Regions from separate parts of the Pan troglodytes genome. Here region 2 is linked to region 1. A link is a contact called in public Hi-C data. All regions are on one chromosome and are shown on one strand. The core of a region is the stretch at or near the end of the contact, and the rest is flanking DNA. Distances in the headings are between cores, read along the strand shown.

Evidence for each region. Hi-C and Micro-C count contacts between places; a contact is called where the count stands out from the background.
Region 2: a contact with region 1 is called in a Hi-C map of stem cell-derived neural progenitor cells, with 4 times the contacts expected there. The contact joins the enhancer-like site here to the promoter of RBMS1 in region 1. A contact is called at or near these places in 2 of 7 Hi-C or Micro-C datasets (blood and stem cell-derived neural progenitor cells) and 1 of 1 datasets of contacts at active chromatin or transcription factors (stem cell-derived excitatory neurons).

The regions. Positions count from the first base shown.
Region 1 is chr13:62,543,393-62,546,092 of NHGRI_mPanTro3-v2.0_pri, reverse strand. It overlaps RBMS1 (RNA binding motif single stranded interacting protein 1), which reads left to right and starts at 1,381. Exons shown (of 14, transcript XM_009443570.5): 1 at 1,381-2,012. The coding sequence starts at 1,938.
Region 2 is chr13:63,012,379-63,015,078 of NHGRI_mPanTro3-v2.0_pri, reverse strand. No RefSeq gene overlaps it. Among named protein-coding and RNA genes, the nearest start is that of TANK, 120 kb to the left of the region's middle. Within about 2 kb of position 1,403, at least 6 of the 24 cell types and tissues checked have an H3K27ac peak or open chromatin away from gene starts, as enhancers often do. A contact at or near this core is called in stem cell-derived neural progenitor cells, where this site is marked.

The sequences.
Region 1 (2,700 bases), core at 132-2,631:
CAGTGCCTACAATATAGCAGACACAGTAAATATTAGCTTCCTTGTAGGATTTTACATAGGTAAATGAGAGGGACATGATTTGCCTCCTGGCAGAGCCAAAATGTTCTCACCTATACTTATATTTATTTTGTTTTTGTCAAACATGTAAGATCTAGAAATTTGTCTAAACCATAGAACGATTATAAGGGTTTCAGGTCCTTATTTTGTCATTGTTTTAAAGCATCTTACTAAACCTATTTTAAAATGTTATCATATAAAAATAATAACTGTTTAACAAAATAATGCATTCCAGTAGAGTTTAATTTACCTTGTGCTATTAACAAAAGACTCTTCAAAAACCAAAATGACAAAGTAAACAAGGTCTATTTAATAACAAACACAGTTTTTTATTACATTTTATTAGATGTGCCGGAACCCTAATTTGAGGATGCTTGCTTACCTATGCTATCCGTATGTACATTTTGGTATTAGCTCTCTTTTTGAGCTGGAATATAAAAGTCTTCTGCAGGCAGCTTCGGGGACCAATTAATTCCATTAAATTATATCTAGTTATGTAGTGAACTGAACCACTGCTGGTCTGGGGCTGTCTAGAGCTGTGACAATTAGGAGATGGAGAGAGGCAGAAAGAGAGATTGATTTTATATGTCACTGAAGCACACTGCAACAATATGCCAGCGTGACTTTCAAAATGGCCTTAAAATATTCCAAACTCAGGGAGTTTCCTTGCTCCTGAGTGGGAGTTGACAGACTGTCTGGCAGCATTAGAAAGAAGCAGAGAAAAGCTGATGTCTATATTGTGTCCTCTAATAACATTCTGCCTCTTTGCGGCATCCCCCTCTTAGAAGGATCCGTCTATTTGTTGTGAGGGGTGTGTGTGTGTGTGTGTGTGTGTATGTATGTGCTTTGCCTCCCCTTGTGCAAGGGGCATGATTTCACGTCTCACATCTGGGAAAACCAAACCGAAGGACGCTAACCCTCCCAAGGTCACCTAGATTAGTCTTGTGGCCCCGGGTCGGGGGCGGGTGGGAGGAACAGAACCCAGGTGTCCAGACTCCAGCTTTGTTGGGCATTAAATCATTTTCCTTCCCTTGTGAAAAAAAATTACTGGGCGGTGGGAAGTGAAAGATTAATCAGATTTCCTCTTTTCCCTTATTTCCCCTCCCCCTTACGAGGATAAAAACTCGGGAAAGCAAAAGAGGTGCCCGCCCTGCAGTTCTTAAGCTGGGTCCCCCCGCATTCCCCCTCCACCCCCACTCCCACTCCCATTTCCCCACCCCCGACACAAAGCGATCTGGACTCACAGGGCTTCCGCCCGTCCAACCGCGAGCCTGGGAGGTGAGGAGTGGTTAAAACTCAGCCCTCACCTCCAGCGGGTCCCGGGCTCGGCGGCGCCCAGGCCCCGCCCCCGCCCGCCCTTCCCCCACGGCCTCGGAACGCCAGCCCCTCTCCTCTCTCCACATCGGGCGCACCCACCCCAGATGCCGCCTGGCACCAAGCGCAGCCGCCGCTGCCGCACTTTCCACTTGTATTGATACCTCTCAGCCCCGCGCAGCCGGCTCGCCCGAGCGGACCGCGGCCAGCGCGCCAGCCCTTGGCAGCCCCGGAGCAGTTGGGCTCCGGGAGGAAACTCCTTGGGAGCGCCCTGTCCGGGGTGCCCTCTGCGCTCTGCAGTGTCTTTCTTTCTGCCTGGGAGGAGGAGGAGGAGGAGGAGGAGGAGGAGGAGGAGGAGGAGGAGGAAGAGGAGGAGGAGGAGGAGGAGGAAGAGGAGGAGGAGGAGGAGGACGTCTGGTCCCGGCTGGGAGGTGGAGCAGCGGCAGCAGCAGCAGCAGCAGCAGCCGCCGCCGCCGCCGCCGCCGGAAAGGGAGAGGCAGGAGAGCCCGAGACTTGGAAACCCCAAAGTGTCCGCGACCCTGCACGGCAGGCTCCCTTCCAGCTTCATGGGCAAAGTGTGGAAACAGCAGATGTACCCTCAGTACGCCACCTACTATTACCCCCAGTATCTGCAAGCCAAGGTAAAGGGGCGCCGGGGAGAGGTGACGGCCGGAGGAGGGGGCCCGGGGACGCGCGCAGGGTCAGGCCTGGGGAGGGGGGCGCGCGGCGAGCCCCCGCCACCCCCGGGCGGAGTTGCTGGAAGGTTGCTAACTATAGCGCCGGCCTGGGCAGAGCCGGGCGGCGCGCGGGGCGGCGGCTTCCCTGGGAGCGGAGTGCGGGGATCGGGTTACAGAAAGCCGCGGGGGGAGAGACTAGACAGGAAAGAGCCACCAGCCCCTTCCTGGCCCGGCCAGCGGGGAGGGTCGTGGGGTCGAGCGGCACCCCTCGCCGAGCCCTGGCTGGCCGGCGGCCGTCGCCTGGTGTGCGCGTCTGGATCCGCTGGTGGCCCGGCTTTTCGACCCCTTCTCCAAGGGCCTCGCCCTGTAAGCTGTAACTCTTCGCTCCCCTCGCCGTGGCGCGGAGCCTCCCGCCCCCCAGGGACGCCCCTCCACCTCCCGCGCACGCGATGACTGGGGCTGGAGGGGCGGCGGGGCCGGGATATTTTCTTCCCCGCCTCCGGCCCTGAGCGCCCGCCCCTCGCCTCTGATCTTTGTGCGGTGTGGCACTTCACCTGGTTACTGATTTCTACGTTTACGCTGGTGTTTTGGGTAGAAAAGTGGCCAAAGTTCACTCGCGTTCATTGATGTCCCTTCTAATCTCTAGAGGTTT
Region 2 (2,700 bases), core at 154-2,653, 470 kb before region 1:
TGTGGATCAGCAGCATCAGCATTGCCTGGGGGCCAGTAGAAAGTCAAACTGTGACCCTACCCCAGGCCTATGAGTTAGAATTTGTATTTTAATGAGATCCCCAGGTGCACATTAAAGTTTTTGAAGCAAGCTGTACAGCTCATCTGGTTCTTACTCTTACTTTCCAAAGAAAGATACTGAGGTCCAGAGAGAACAAGGCTAGGCTTCCAGGCCAGTGGTAACTGGGGCTACAACCAGGGTGAGAACCCAGCCCTCTTTCTCCATGGCTTGTGTGTTCTGCACAGCACCACCTGCCTCCAGCGTTTTGGATGACTGTACATCTCAGCCTGTATGGGGAGCATCTGCATTTGTCCTAATGTGGTCTTTCTCCAAAAAGACTCCTGTCACTTCTTATTTCCAATATCCCCTAGGGATATCCAACTTTCAAAATGCAGACTTCTAAATTTTCATAGAGAAGTGAACTAAACACTCTTTGGGGGAATAAAGTGATTCTTTTCCCCTTGCATTTGTTTACTTCTCTGTAAGCTCCTGAGATGGCTAACACACTAGTTGTTAATCACACCATCTGTTCAAACAGCATTTCTAAATCATTCGATTCATACTTTTCTTTTTAAGGAATTTTTTTTTCTGAACAATATGTTTGTGCCTGTGTTACTCCCATCATTTGGCAATGCAGTTTGAGCTATTTAAACTTTCCTATTTATTGTAAATGGCTTTTCAATCAGCAAATATTTTTTTAAATGTTCATACACCACAAAAAGCTGCGTCTACTGACTTTTCAAACATTGGAAACAGTAGAAAAATCTGTTCCAGTCTGTCTGCTGTCAAATTTTTAACCATCTGATTATATTTCAATGAAGTGTTTAGGAAGATGATTTATCTGGCTGACCCTGGGAAATTTTCCTCATTGGCCCTGAAGATGGCAGTGCTCTGCAATTTAGTACAACTCTTCACTTTTTTTTTCCCCCTCCTCTAAAAGGAATTTCTGGAATGGCAGAAAGTGGGGGAGGATTCACTAAATCTGAACCTTCTAACGCTTAGCGTAAACCTCTTCTGAACCCTGGGACAATTTGGTTTATCTTTTGGTCCCTTTTTTTTTGTTGTTGTTTAAAGCTGTACCCAGTGCATTTCCTGTTTCCAGCCCGGATCAGAAATGGAAATAGTTTAGAGGTTATTCTCATATCATGGGTAACCAGGAAGTGCCTATATAGTTTACTGAGAAGCTGCTTTTCACAAGACTGCTTAGCTTTAAAAACAAACAAACAAACAAATCTAACAAAGGCTCAATCCAAGATAAGCAGGAGCTAAGAATACTGGCGATTCTGAATTCCTACTGGACCACATCTTTGGGAGCCGGCCTCTCCTGGTTTCCTCTTCTTAACAATGGAGGCCTGCTGCCTGCTGACATTCTTTATATTTCATAGCGGGGTCTGGAGGGGTTTAGAGGGACACATGCTCAGGCTTCAGGCAGGATAGACCAGAGGGCAATTTCTTGGTCCTGTCATTGTTAGGGTATGGACATGGGAACAGAGGCGGGGACAGGAGTGTGTAGCTTTACCCAACTTTCTTTTGGGATTGTGAAAGTTTGGTGACAATTCAGCTAGCCAGAAAACATTTATTAAAAACAATTAGGGGAGAGGCCTTATATTAAGTGTTGTTATAAATAATAATAAACAGCAATATTACGTGCCATAAGCCAATTCCCTTGATAAATATTTTAGCAACATCTCATTTAATCTTTACCCACAACTGTATGAGGTAGGTAATATACCTATTTTTTTTTAATATGTTAACTGAGGGACAGAGGGGATAGGAAATGTGGTTAAGGTCCCACAACTTGTATGTAAAGTTGTTGAGTAAAATGTCCTATGGCATTGCCTAGGGCACTTCTCAAAGTGTGGTCCCTAGACCTGTACCATTGGCATCACTGGGGAACTTGTTAGAAAGGCAAATTCTCCATCTGCGCCTGGGACCTGCTGAATCTGAAACTCTAGTGGTGGAACCTGACCATCTGTGTCTTAACAAGCCCCCCCAAGTGATTCTGATGCACATTAATGTTTGAAAACCATTGGACTGGACTGGGCAGTTATCTGTGGTAACTTGGCAGAAAAAGATGGCGCTCCAGTGCCAAAGTGCTGAATGCTGTGGAAGGGAAGTCCTCACTAGCTGCCAGTGGGAAGGATGGACAGGTAGCATAGCCCCTAATGTACATCCTTGTTTGGGTGAAGGCTGGGCTGGCTTTAAACTTGCTTCTACTCTTGTCCTTGAGGTGAAGGGCATCTTCCAGGAGGACATTTCTCTCACATCACTTCCCACCACCTATTTTCCCAACCTTCCCCCAGGCCTGGGGAATTCTTCTCTGGCTTTGAGGGGATGAAGGGATTGGAGATGGAGGTATAAATGAGGACAACTACCAAGGGATCATCTCATTTTCTTCTAAATCTTTCATCTCGCCTTTTGAAAGTCCAAAGCCAGGAAAAGATTCCTTTCTTTTCTACTTTCTGTGATCTTCTCCTCTATCAGACAATGAGCTTAGAACAGGTGGAATGGAAGGTGAAGAGAGATAAAAGTAGGAAGGAGAATATACTGCTTAGTGTTTCAAAATTATTGCAACACACTGGAATCCAAACTACTAGGTTTTTCATACTCCTCCTCAAAATGCCTTGGGCAGAGATCTCAGCACACAGGAATAGAGCTAGC